Regions from separate parts of the Pan troglodytes genome. Here region 1 is linked to region 2. Evidence: chromatin contacts called from public HiChIP or PLAC-seq data. All regions are on one chromosome and are shown on one strand. Each heading gives the region's core, a stretch centred on a gene start, on an enhancer-like site or on the middle of the called end of the contact. The rest is flanking DNA. Distances are from core to core; before and after follow the strand shown.

Region 1 (6,880 bases), core at 19-2,518, 190 kb after region 2:
ACCTCAGAATTAGCTCCCAGGAGCAGAAACCAACGTCCTGCTGCCACACTTCTCTAGACTCAATCAGCTGTGCCCCACCCACTCCACAAAAGCTCTCTGCCGCGTCTTCCTCTAGGGGAGAGGTGACTGCAGGCTGGGAGACTCCCCAGCTGTGACTCAGACCGACGGAATCAAATCTGTTCCCCCAGGCTCAGCATTCACCAGATCCTGACCTCCCCCTCTGCCCAGCCCCAACCCACCTTTCCAAGCCCCACCTCTCAGTCCATGGGCCACCCCTCGCCCACCCCACTTCCCTGTCTCTGGCTCATCTTCAGATGTGTCCCTAGCTCCCAGCCCGTCCAAGCGCAGCCGAGTTTCTCGGTCCACATCGCCTCGATATTCCCACAGCATCTGTGTGGTCTCTCTAAAAAAAAAAGTGTGCCCGTATCGCCGTTTTACGGAACGTCCCTGGAAGGTCCCTCGAGTGGCCCTCTCGGATGCTGAGGTCCTGTCAACGCCCCTTTGTCTCCTCGTGCGGCGCCGAGCGCAGTGCAGGACACACAGGAAGTGCTCCGAAACAGGGCTAGGGTGGGGGCGGCAACCGTGCCCGGAGGGGGCGCCCAGAGCGCAGGGACTCGGCCGGGCCGAGTGATGTTCCCCCCAAAAAACAGGAGTCATCGGGATGAGGGCCAGGGACCCCGAATTCAGCGCCGGGCAGCCCTCGGAGCCGGAGCCAGGCTGGCCGGGTCCGGGTCAGGCATCCCTTCCTTCCGGAGCCCCTCGACGCGCGTCCGGCCACCCACCTCAGCGCCCTCACCTTGTAAACCTTGCCGAAGGCGCCGTCGCCCAGCTCGCCCACGATCTCCCACACCTCGTTGGGGTCCAGGTCGCGGCGGACGTGCTCATATTCGCGGGACTTTCTCTTCTCGAAGGTAGACAGACGCAGGATGCGGCGGAAATTGGCAAAAGCCATGGCCGGGGGCGCGGTGGCGCCGGCTCGGGCTCGGGCTCGGGCTCGGGCTCGGGCTGTGGCTTCGGCGGCCGCGAGGAGAAGGAGGAGGAGTTGGAGGACGCCGCGTCTCTCGGGGTTCTCCCCAGACCCGCCCTTCCCCGCAGCCCGACCTCGGTCAAGTGTGCCCTGGGCAGCGCCGCGCCGGGAGCACCCGGAACCGCGCAGGCGGCGGCGTCCCCGCCCCCGCCCTCGCCCTGTCAGGTCCCCAGGGCCGCCTCCCTTGTGCCGGCCTCGCAGCTCCTGCCCGGCCCAGCCCTGCCTGCGAGAGCCTCGGACCCGTTCCAGGGGACCGTCCCCGCGCCCGCCCACCGGCCCGGCTCCACCTGCCGCTCCCCGGCAGAGCCCCGGGACCCCCTAATTGGCTGCGGGCGCTCCCCGGCTCCGCCCGTCGCCGCAGGGCACTCTGGAAACTGTAGTCCCCCCACACCACGCTCCGCGAGCCGCGGGCTGGGCTTTGGGGAAGCTTCGGGGACCGCTCGGTGGGACCGCTCATGGACTCAGGAGCCCGCCAGCCGCGCCGCGTGGCTCCCAAAACTTTTGTGGGAGCAAGCGGGACGGCGACTTGGCATTTCGCGAGAGCCCACGGATCGTTGTCAGCGCCCAGAAGGTGAACCTGCACTCGTTCATTTAATCCTCCCGCAGCTATTCCGCTAGGCTGCCCTCGCCCCCACTTTTCCGATGGGGACGCCGGCAGGCGAGGGCACTCGCCCCAGGCACACACGCTGGCTGCCCGTCTGCTGCGGGTTCCTCGGCGCGGTGCTGCCTCCTAGTGTGCGACGGGCAACGCCGGTGCAGCCGCGGCCAGTCCCTGCAGGGCCCGGCTTCCCGGCGCGGTCCTTTCCAGGGGCTCCCCGTCCGCGATCCACAAACCTGCCAGGATTAGAGGGCTGGGAGAAAGAGCTCCTTTGGCACTGATTTCTCTTATGTTTCCTGATGGGTTTGCGGATGTATTTGCATATTAAATAAAAACTTTATTCTAATTTTTAATTTCCTAGTTTCAAAAAAGATGAGCGCACTACATACAGATCAAACTAGTCTTCTTTGAGCACCTTCATTCTCGATCCTGGCTACTTGAGTCACTTCACTGCTACTGTTGCCTGTTTGTCCTATAGACGGTTATAACATGCTTTTACCTGAATCTAAGGAGAGTGCTGGGGGGCGGGTGGGGCGGGCAGTCTGCAAGGGTTATTATTTGGACCGTGTCATAAACAAGTTGAGTCTTCGCAAATGTCACACTTCAATAGCTCCAACCCCAGAGAACGGCTGTGTTGAGGTGTTTTCGCCCCTTCCTCGGTGCTTTGTTCGAAAACATCCTTTGAGCAGTGTGCAAACACCAAGCATGGTTTTCCACTGGGAAGGCCAGCTCAAGAAGCCTGCGATGCTGGTAGTGGTCGGCGCAGAGGGTGTCCTGACTAAAGGTTGCTAAGCCGTTCGGAATGTTTCCACAGCTGCAGGAGTGCCTGGAATTGTAGAGGGTCTTTAAAAGAAGGAAATGCCGCTCGTCGCTGACCGTTCTCATTGAGTCAGGCGCTGTCTGAACCTCCCAAAACATGCTGAAAGGCAGGTCTTTCATTTGTTTCAGACCATTTGGCCAACTGTACGAAGCGGGTGGGGAGACCAAGAGGGTTGCTTCCATACTAGGAGATGAAGGCTCTGACTCCACGAAAGCTGTAGGCCTGGAGGGCTCTGACCAGCTCTGAGAGCTCCAGAAAAGCAAGCAAGCGAGAGAAAGAGAGAGAGAGAGAAAGGAAACAGAGAAAGAGAGAAAGAAAGAAAGAGAAAGGGAAAGGAAAGGAAGAAAGAGAGAAAGAAAAAGGAAAGGAAGAGAAGGAGAGAGAAAGAGGGAGGGAGGGAGGGAAGGAAGGAAGGGAGGGAGGGAGGGAGGAAGGGAAAGAAAAATGGAGAGGTTCATTCATTCAATAACACTAAGTCAAAGAAGCCAGACACAAAAGGCCCTGTGTTCTATAAATTTCCATTTATATGAAATGTCTGGAAAAGGCAAATCCATACAGACAGAAAGTAGATTAATGGTTGCCTGGAGCTAGGTGTGAAATGGGAATTAACTGTACATGAACAATAAACAGTCTAATTGGGGTGATGAAAATGTCCTAAAACTGCACAATGGTGACAATTTCATAATTTGGTAAATTTGCCAAAAATAATTGAATTTTAAACTTTCATTTTTGTAAATGGATGAATTTTATGTGTAAATTATACCTCAATAGCATTGTAAGAAATACATTGAGGTTCAATAGAATCAAAGCTACTTCTTTGAAATAACTAATAGACAAGACTAGTCAAAGAAAAAGAAAAAAAGGGTCGGGCACGGTGGCTCACACCTGTAATCCCAGCACTTTGGGAGGCCAAGCTGGGTGGATCACCTGAGGTTAGGAGTTCAAGACCAGCCTGGCCAACATGGCAAAACCCCAGCTCTACGAAAAATACAAAACTTACCCGGGCGGGGTGGTGCACGCCTGTAACCCAAGCTACTTGGGAGGCTGAGGCAGAAGAATCACTTGAACCCAGAAGATGGAGGTTGCAGTGAGCCGAGATCATACCATTGCACTCCATCTAGCCTGAGCAACAGAGCAAGACTCCGTCTCAAAAAAAAAAAAGAAAAGAAAAAAAAATAATTGGTGCAAGAAAGAAATATTCACTGGAAGAAATAAAAAATGAAAAGAGAACATCATATTAGATACTGTAGATATTTTGATAATCATAAAGTGATATTTTAGACAAATGTATGTGAATAAATGTTTTAATTTACATAAAATGGGTAATTATTGAGAAGAAAATATAAATGATAGGTAAAAGATAATTTCAATAAGAAATAAAAACCTAAATAAACTAGTAACCAATAAAGAAATCAAATCAAGAATCAGGCCGGGCACAGTGGCTCATGCCTGTAATCCCAGCACGTTGGGAGGCTGAGGCGGGTGAATCACCTGAGGTCAGGAGTTCGAGACCAGCCTGGGCAACATGGTGAAACCCTGTCTCTACTAAAAATACAAAAATTAGTCGGGTGTGGTGGTGCGTGCCTGTGGTCCCAACTACTCATGAGACTCAGGCACAAGAATCCCTTCAACCTAGGAGACTAAGGTTGCAGTGAGCCGAGATCACACCACTGCACTCGAGCCTGGGCAACACAGTGAGACTCTGTCTCTAAACAAAAACAAACGAACAAAAACCCAAAAAACAACAACAAAAATCAAGAATCAAAAGCTTGTTCTTGCTGAAAGACATTAGTCTGTGTGGTTTTACAAATAATTTCTTTCTTTATATAAATTATTTTAAAAGATAGAAAATGAAGGAAATCTGCCAATTTATTTTATAAGATGAGTTTTACTATTACTAGATAAGGACAGTAAAAGAAAATTGTAAGCCAGGCACAGTGGCTTACACCTGTAATTCCAGCACTTTGGGAGGCTGAGGTGGGAGGATCACTTGAGCCCAGGAGTTCCATACCAGCCAGAGCTATAAAGTGAGACCCTGTTTCTACAAAAAGTCAAAAAATTAGCCAGGCGTGGTGGTGCACACCAGTGGTCCCAGCTACTCAGGAGGTTGAGGCAGGAGGATTCCTTGAGCCCAGGAGGCCGAGGCTGCAGTGAACAGCGATCTCACCGCTGCACCAGCCTGGTCTCCAGTGAGACCCTGTCTTAAAAAGGAAGGGAAGGAGAGGAAAGAGACAGAGAGAAAGAAAATTGTAGACTAATTTCATTTCTTTTTTTTTTTTTGACAGAGAGAGAGTCTTGCTGTGTCGCCAGGCTGGAGTGCGATGGTGTGATCTCACCTCACTGCAACCTCTGCCTCCCAGATTCAAGCGATTCTCCCGCTTCAGCCTCCCAAGTAGCTGGGACTACAGGAACGCGCCACCACGCCCGGCTAATTTTTGTATTTTTAGTGGAGATGAGGTTTCACCATGTTGGCCAGGATGGTCTCAATCTCTTGACCTCGTGATCCGCTCACCTCAGCCTCCCAAAGTACTGGGATTACACGTGTGAGCCATCACGCCCGGCCTAATTTCAGTTCTTAAAAAGACAAGGAAAATGCAAATGCTAGCAAGATCAAACCAGAGGTGAATAAAAATATCGTAACCACGAAAGGTTTATCCAGGAATAAAAGAATGGTTCTACATCAGAAAATCTACTGTAATAGCACTGCATTGGCAGAGTAAAGGAGAAAAATCACATAGTCTTAATAGTCACAGAAAAAGCATTTTATAGTATTCTTAGGTTGGATTCCCCTTAGAGACTGACCCTGAGGCAAGGATTTGAGTGTAAGTGGTTTATTTGGGAGTGAGTAGGGAGTAGAAAATTAAGACAGAGGAGGGGCTGGGCACCATGGCTCACACCTGTAATCCCAACACTTTGGAAGGCTGTGGTGGGAGGATAGCTTGAGGCCAGGAGTTCAAGACCAGCCTTGGCAATGTAGCAAGATCCTTTCTCTACAAAAAATACAACGTGGTAGCACATGGGCATAGTCCCAGCTATCAGGAGGTGGAGGTGGGAGGATAGCTTGAGCCTGGGATTCAAGGCTGCAGTGAGGTATGACCATACCACTGCACTCCAGCCTAGGAGACAGAGTGAGATCCTGTCTCAAAAAAAAAAAAAAAGAAAAAAAAATTAATGTCAGGGCACAGTGGCTCATACCCGTACTCCCAGCACTTTGTGAGGCCAAGGCGGGTGGATCACTTGAGGGCAGGCATCAAGACCACCCTGGCCAACATGGTGAAACCTCATCTCTACTAAAAATACAAAAATTGGGCTGGGTGCAGTGGCTCACGCCTGTAATCTCAGCACTTTGGGAGGCCGAGGCAGGCGGATCACAAGGTCAGGAGATGAAGACCATCTTGGCTAACACGGTGAAACCCCGTGTCTACTAAAAATACAAAAATTAGCCGGGAGTGGCGGAGTGTGCCTGTAGTCCCAGCTGCTGGGGAGGCTGAGGCAGGAGAATGGTGTGAACCTGGGAGGTGGAGCTTGCAGTGAGCCGAGATCGCGCCACTGCACTCCAGCCTGGGAGACAGAGCGAGACTCCATCTCAAAAAATAATAATAATAAAAATAAAATAAAATAAAAAATAAAAAATAAAAACAAAAATTTAGCTGGGCGTGGTGGCGCATGACTGTAATTCCAGATACTCGGGAGGCTGAGGCAGGAGATTCGCTTGAATCCAGAAGACAGAGGTTGCCGTGAGTCAAGACTGTGCCATTATAGTCCAGCCTGGGTGATAAGAGTGAAACTCTGTCTCAAAAAAAGAAAAAAAAGAGGCAGGGCTCAATGGTTCAGACCTGTAATCCCAGCACTTTGAGAGGCCAAGACGGGCGGATCACAAGGTCAGGAGATCAAGACCATCCTGGCTAACGTGGTGAAACCCCGTCTCTACTAAAAATACACAAAATTAGCTGGGCGTGTTGGCGGGCGCCTGTCGCCTGTAGTCCCAGATACTCAGGAGGCTGAGGCAGGAGAATGGCGTGAACCCGGGAGGCAGAGCTTGCAGTGAGCAGAGCTCGCGCCACTGCACTCCAGCCTGGGTGACAAGGCAAGACTCTTGTCTCAATTAAAAAAAAGAAAAGAAAAAAGAAAAACTTCCTCTCTTTGGCATTATTATACTGTAGTTATTCTAGGCTCTTTTAGTACTTTTCCATGTGCTTTTCAATTTTTCTTCTTTCTAATAAATGATTTAGGCTATAAATGCTCTGAAATCCACTTGGGCTGTGTAGCAGTTTTCCTATGTAGCACATTCTCTCATTCATTTCTGAACAGCCTGTGGATCTCCTTTAGAACTGATTGTATTTTAGTGACATAAGGATAATCACGTTACCAAGAGGTTTCGGACAACAGATCTCTATCTATAGCATAGCTGGAAAAATTAAGAAGCAGCAATTTT
Region 2 (7,329 bases), core at 4,774-7,273:
CTCTGAGTTCTATGTAAATCAATCTGTATGTGTGGAAAGTCTGTAAATAATGGTTAATATGTCTATGGATGTCCTATGAACAACACACCACCTACCTCTTCCCCCTCCCCATCTTTCTTCTCTATTCATCTCTACCTTTGTCCTAAGATATTCAAAAGGAAATCTTAAAAGGTTTCACTGCATGAAAGAAAGAAAATCTAACATTAATTTAAATCCATATTGAGCACCCATGTGCTGAGGAGTAACAGGGCAATCAAACACAGCCTCTAGAAGAAGAGTTTAGGCACAACCACAAGTTTTTATAATATAATAGGATGATATGATAAGTCCCATAAAAATTTGGAACTGATTATTGTGAGAATTAGCAATGTGGGTGAAAATGTTTAGAAAAGAGGATAGTTAAGACACAGGCAAAAGGCAATAATGTCTGAAAATGATCACCAGGAAAATTCAACCCAACATTTCCTGAAAGCCTACCACAAAGAAGACACCGTGTGTATGAAGGAACTGTGTGTCACAGGAAGATAATTAAGGCCCCAGACCTTCCCATGAGGAGTTTATCATTCAACAGAGGACACAAACAGGTAACTATATTACAAGCCTGAAATATGTTAAGTGCTACAGGATAAATACAAAGTGCCAGAATTCATTCATTTCATTTGAGTGTCATATAGGCAGTGCTATACAGACACAAAAACCAGACAGTCTCTGCTACCATAATATAAACTGACATCAAAAGAGGTGGCACCTATTGTGTTTTATGGGTGGATAGGACTTCATTAGCATAAATGAAAGAGAAGATTGCTGAGATATAACCTAAGCCAATTTGGCCAGAGAACCACCTATTAGATCCTTTTGATAAATATCAGTAGCCTTCAATAAATGGGCTTAGGTCCATTCCTATCAGTGCTGACAAAGGAAACGTGTGAGCAGAATCTGGAGGACCATGGTCCTCCATGTGCTAGAATATACAGTAAGCAAGGAAAGTAGGCAGAAAAGCCATAAGGGAGAATGGAATACAAAGGAAGACTGGAATTGGAATCACTAGGACTTAAAATGCTTTGTTTTCTATGAAGAACAAATATCACAAGGTAGAACCCAGGATCCCACAGATCTTACAGGGCAGATAATTTTGTTTCTAGAATTCACAGGCTCAAACAACACTAGTAAGAGGCATATATGTGCTGCTGTGAATCTATGTAATGGCTGAGTGATTCTCCTGGGCTAGCTCTCTGTTTGCAGGAGACAGACTATAGCAATCAAGAGCCCAGAATGCCAAGACTTGTGTGCAGGAACATGTTTATCCATGTCAAATCTGAAAGGATATCTAACCTACTGCAAAATCAGGGGCAAAAATTGATATATTTGAGCCAATGCCTCTTTAGGCAGGTCAGTGAGGTCCATATATTTTATATAAATGTGTGTGTGTGTGTGTGTGTGTGTGTGTGTGTGTGTGTGTGGTTTATTCATTTGGACCCTATTGAAACCTGTGTCCACTGAGTCTGCATTCAGTAAGTTAGCACCCCTAGTGGTGTGCTACATGAGGAGAAAGATGGTGACAAAGTAATATCCAATTTCTTGATGAAGTCACTAAACAACCCCACTCACCCCGAGAAAGTCAATGACAGGAAGAAAAAAAAAAGATCCAAAAAGAAAAAAAGACAACATTTCCAGTAACTTCATTTATTCGTTTCTTTCTTCTTTCTTTTCTTTTTTTTTTTTTTTTTTTGAGAGTGTCTTGCTCTGTTACCCAGGCTGGAGTGCAGTGGCACAATCACAGCTCACTGCAACCTCAAACTCCTGGGCTCAAGCAATCCTCCCCACCTCAGGCTCCTGAGTAGCAGGGACTATAGGAGTGAACCACTATGCCTGGCTAATTTTTTTATTTTTTGTAGAGACAGGGTCTTGTTATGTTGCCTAGGCTGGTCTCTAACTCCTGGGCTCAAGCAATCCTCCCACCTCCTAAAGTGCTGGGATTACAGGTGTGAGCCACCGCACCTGCCCACACCTTCTTAATAAGGATCAGTGTATTTTAACCTATATTACTTCATTCAACAAGTAATACAGCCACTTAAGAGATAAGACAGAAGGGAAATGACTCACTTAAGGTCACTTAGCAAAAAGGGAAGTCATTTAACAATTAATTATAAACCATCCATTAATTGTGTAAAGGGAAGAGGGGATTCACTCACACCCGTGGAGGAGGCAGGATCGCCTTTCCTAAAGTGATAGCATCAATTTCTGCTGGCTTCTTACAGGGTAATCTAATCATCTTTCTCTTCCAATCAGAAGCTCTTGTGAGTGCTTTCTAGTGATGAGTGCCTGAAAATCAAGTCATATTCCTAACTCAAAGGTTAATAAATACCACGTGATACATATTGTACAGTTCTCATTCTTCCCAATGAAGTCCATTGAACATAGCCTGATAAACTTCACATATTTCCAAAATGAATTACTAGTTTTCTGCCTCATTCATAAGGCGAATTTTACCAAACTCAGAAGTTTGGAAAAATAGGCCCACTAACAGGTATAGCACTGGGCCAATATAAGGCCCTAAAAGTCATCTGGCGGTTAAATTATTTACCATTAGTAACTGTAAATTCAGGGTCTAAATTAAGAGTTTATAGACTCTAATAATATTAAAAGCTGAATCCTATAGAGTGGGTCAGTAGGAGAAGCAACCTTTGTGGACCCAGGCATCAGGCAGCGGTAGGAGTCAAAGTGGGGGTTATATTTTAGAAATTTAACTATTCTGCTATCACCAGCTTTATTTCCTAATATACTTATCAAAAATGCAAGGAAAAACAGAAGAATCAATATTAAGGAAAGTACAGGGATGAAGATTAGAAAATGGAGATAACCAAGAAGTCTGTTTCCTCTTTTTAATACAGCACACTTTGGAACAGCAAATGAAAGTTATCTTGTTAAGCATTAAGTGCCAAACTGGTACAAGCAGCACAATCACAAATATTTGAGTACTGAAGATGACTCATAAAAATCTAAAAATATTTCATGCTTTAGGCTTTCAAAACACCATCAGTTTAACCCCTTTTCCTCCATCAATCGTATTATCTTGAAACCAATGTAAAAAATATTTTTAACCCAGTTCTGGAAACTGTCATTGAAATGCAGTGAAAACAGAAAGCCACATGCAATTAGATTCTAAGACATTATTTCCTACATTTGATCCTGGATTTACTCAATCAGTTGTTAAGCACCTGTGCTACTTTACTAAAATAAATACACATATTTAATTTATGATAAGGGTTGTCTAAGAGTCTTAACTGATATCCCTTTCAGGAAATATCAAAATCCTTAAATAAAAGGCCATTTTAAAATTAATCGTAATATAACTAAACTCTGTTAAATTTTCAAAGAATTCCAGTTTAAATCCCAGTTTATAATGTCCTTAACAGGCTGAAATCTCTTTTCTGATCAAAACCAAGTGCTATCATGTAAAATCAAAACTTTTTAAGTTATAAGCATAGGAAGCCAGTGAATTTAGGCCAAAGGTTTTTATTTTTTTATTTTGTAACCATACACTGACTTGGGTTACAACGTATTTCTTATAATTCTTTTGAAAATAAATACATTTTCGTTATTTTTTAAAGGAATAGAAATGGAAGGAGCTGGGAACAGCCAATTTCAAAGAGGCACCAAGTTACAATTTTTCGATATGAAGTACTTCTGTTGTAAGTACATGCATTGTGTGTACATTCTTAAGAATATGTAATATACTTAGTCGATTTAAGATAGTTACCAAAATAACCCACTACAAAAGTTACAGAATACCAAACACTTGACTACAAGTATGATAAATTATGCTGAAAAGGAAAAATCACTCAGTATGTGACATCCCTTTGAAAACAACCCCACGTGCGCACACACACACACACACACACACGCATGCAAAAATCAAAAACTATCAGTTTCTTTTTTTCCCTCCTAGTTTTCAAGAATGCTAGAGAAGTCCAGTTCTGTGAATTATGCAAAGGACAGCAAACATTAAGCTGCCTCCATATTTATGCTACTGTACTTCCATTTTTAAAACAAGCATCTCAACTCCCCAGACACCATCATCCACAGAAACCATGCAGCTATCCAACAGACTTTCAGTGTCACCATTTATTATTTATAGCGTTAAATGGGGGAAGTGGCTCTGATGTCACCAACCCTACCCAGTGGAATCACTGACTCAATAAACATTTTCACACTGAAGAAAATCTGGCTAGGAAAACATTTTGCTGGGTTAAGTAGATTCTTCCACCTCTCCTCTCAACCCTGGGGAAGAAGTTGTTACCGTGTTAGGAGAGATACAAAGAAACTGTCAAGGCTTCCACAGGAAGAAATCCTGGACATGTCCATTTGCTGATGCAGACTTCCTCTTCCCAGCTCTCCAGAGCCCAGTTTGATTTCCCTCATGTTCACATTGGCAGGTAATATCGGCCATATTTTATTTCTTCCACCAAATCATCCATCAATTAGCAAATTCTTCACTTCTAGCCACTCTCTCACTGTCCTGTTCCTAAAAACCCCTTCTGGTTTCAAATCCTAAAGCTTCGGAGGAGGGTGGAGGGTGTCCACGGACCGGGAGTCTGGCCTGGCTGCCAGTGGTTTCTAACAGAAGAGTGGTCGCTTCCCCCTGGGGCCAAGGATTCCCCTCTTTTTTTTTTTTCTGAGAAGAAAGAACTCGCGGCAGTGATGAGGATGGCTCCCTCCCCAGTCATCTCCAGTTTCCCAAAGCAGCTCTGGAAAACGTGAAGTTGCGCCTTCTCTTTCCTGGAGGATGGAATCCAGAGTACCTGGGGCCTTGCTATGCAAACATCCCTCTCTGCCGGGTAGGAAACCCTTTGTCCGAGAAGCCGGACACCACAAGGGCCCGGGAAAGAGGCCTCCTTATCCGCCACAGCCTCAAACCCGAAAGCTCCCTGCCCCCCCTCCCCCCAACTCTGTAGGGCCTATCCTGGCATCCACACAGACCTAAGGCTGGGGAGTGGGTGCTGAGACCCCTCCTAGGACGCGGAGGCCCAGGCGGCCCCAACCCATCTCCGTACTCCTTCCCACCATCTCACTCGGCCTGAGTGGGGCTTGCAAGCGCGGTGCGGGCCTGGGCCGAAACAGAGGAAAGAAAAAAAAAATCCCTTTCTAAAAGAAGGAGAATGGGGTGCTAGAGCGAGTGCGACCTAAGTCTACAGCATAAACGAGCGAGGGTCGTCCGAGAGCTGGGACCGGAGACGGGACCAGGGGGAGGGGGAGAAGCGAGGGGCATGGAGGGGGCCGGGCCAGGACCGGCCGGAGATGTCGAGGGATCAGAGGAGCCCGCGCCAGGTCCGAGGCCAGGGAAGGCTGGGGGCCCGGGTCTGGGTCGAGGCGTCTGGGAAAGGCCAGAGCCGGCCTCGCACCGGACGTTGAGGTGGGCAGGCCCGCCCGGGGCCGGACGGACGGAAACACAGACGGTCCAGCGGGCCGCACTCACCATGAGCTCGATGGTCTTGTCCTCAATCACCGAGTCGGGCTCCATGGCGGCCCCGGCGGCCCCGCCTCGCTCTCCCCGCGCAGCAGCGAACGGCCCGGGCGGAGGAGGCGACGGCGGAGGCGGCAGAGGCGGAGGCGGCTATCGCACCCACTCTAGCTGCCAGCCCGCCCGGGCCGCCGGCAGCTCCGCCCTCCCCCTCGGCGAACGCAGTACGCAGATCGGGGACTACACCTCCCAGCAGGCGCCGCGGCCCGCAGAGCGTTGTGGGACCGAGCCTCTGACACCAGGTTGCTGGCTCTTGGCAGCCCGAAGCTGAACTCCGAGCTGAGAGTAGCACTGGACTGTGGACGTAGGACGTGCAGACCTGAAGAGTTAAGAGCTTGCTCATGGTAGGGCCTCGAGAGCGCCACGACTACGTGTCCCAGAAAGCCGTGCGCCCGGGTTCTCCTTCCGGCTAGCTTCTCTTGACTTCCTGGCAGCCCAAGGCTGCCCAGACCGGGACGGAAACTCCGAGGCAACTCCTCACTTGTCGGAGGTCCTGCGTATGCGACCCATTTCCGCACATGCGCGGTCCATGCCGCAGTGCCCCCTAGACGCCTAGGTAGCTGCGCGGCCCGTCCGGCAGTGTCTGATGGTAGGGGCAGATGGTGGAGACAGGTGGGTTCTAGGGGCGTTAGGAAGGTGTATAGGCCTGGGGCTCAGGTGTGGAAAGGGGCCAGCGAGTGAGAGAAGCTCGGCCTGGGGAAGAGGCTCTGAGAGGATGGGCATCCCAGGAGTGAGAGTTTCGAGATTTCTTCGGGAAAGACGGGGTTTTGGGAAATGTGCTGTGGTGCTGTCTGTATGTCACACGATCTGCGAGGAGCTGCGAGATTAAAGGGGACGTGCGTATATCGAGCCCCTCATTCATTAGTTCAGAAAATGGTTATTTTTTAAGCATCCAGCTTCCGCTGCGTACCGTTCTAGGCGCTGAGAATCAGCTCTGAACATGACAGACAAGGCTCCTGTTCTCATGGAGCTTAATTCTGGTAGAGGGACGACAGACATTAACCAAAAGAGTGGCTAAGAAGGAACACACAAGCGGAGACTCCTTCTAGTGAACTCAGCCTCCAACTCTGTGTAACTTAAGTCTGTCCGTGCCCTCTAACCAAATCCCACCAGGAAGACACGGATCGTTGAACAAGCTGGGTTTATTACTAGTTGCAGTGACTGAGAACACACATTGAGGCACGATAGGGCCTCTCGGTAAGAGTTGTTAGTGATTTGGGAGAGAGTTTAAGGAAGTGAGAGCTTCACTGGATTAGATACTGTCAGGAAGAGAGGGTCGTTCCATGATTGAGCATCTCAGTTCATCTTATCTAGAGGAAGGGAATTCTAGATTGAGGCTAAAGCTGTGCAGATAAAGAAACAGCAGCCTGGCCGGGCACAGTGGCTCACGCCTGTAATCCCAGCACTTTGGTAAGCCGAGGCAGGCGAATTGCTTGAGCGCAGGAGTTCCAGACCAGCCTGGGCAACATGGCGAAACGCGTCTCTACAAAAAATACAAAAATGAACCGGGCCTGGTGGTGCGCGCCTGTCATCTCAGTTACTTGGGAGGCAGAGGTGGGAGGATCGCTTGAGCCCAGGAAGTGGAGGTTTCAGTGAATGGAGATCGCACCACTCCACTGTACCCTGAGTGATAGAGCCAGACCTTGTCTCAAAAACGAAAAAAAAAAAAAAGTGCAGCAGCAGCTCCCTCATATTAGCCAAGTGGGGATGTTGAGTCATTTTTTGTGGTTTGGCCAATCATCAGGTTTTATCTTTTTATCGTGTTTAGACCCGATTATAGAGTGGTCTTGTATTTGTCTGGATCTATC

The links. HiChIP or PLAC-seq counts read pairs in DNA pulled down with a chosen protein or histone mark.
Region 1: an H3K4me3 HiChIP or PLAC-seq map of stem cell-derived excitatory neurons shows a contact between it and region 2, with 3 times the contacts expected there. The contact joins the promoter of STK10 here to the promoter of FBXW11 in region 2. A contact is called at or near these places in 1 of 7 Hi-C or Micro-C datasets (stem cell-derived neural progenitor cells) and 1 of 1 datasets of contacts at active chromatin or transcription factors (stem cell-derived excitatory neurons).

What each region holds. Positions count from the first base shown.
Region 1 is chr4:169,848,719-169,855,598 of NHGRI_mPanTro3-v2.0_pri, forward strand. It overlaps STK10 (serine/threonine kinase 10), which reads right to left and starts at 1,269. Exons shown (of 19, transcript XM_016954200.4): 1 at 797-1,269. The coding sequence starts at 952.
Region 2 is chr4:169,657,894-169,665,222 of NHGRI_mPanTro3-v2.0_pri, forward strand. It overlaps FBXW11 (F-box and WD repeat domain containing 11), which reads right to left and starts at 6,024. Exons shown (of 12, transcript XM_003310956.5): 1 at 5,477-6,024. The coding sequence starts at 5,521. LOC134809992 (a long non-coding RNA gene) reads left to right here and starts at 5,937. Exons shown (of 3, transcript XR_010157047.1): 1 at 5,937-6,133.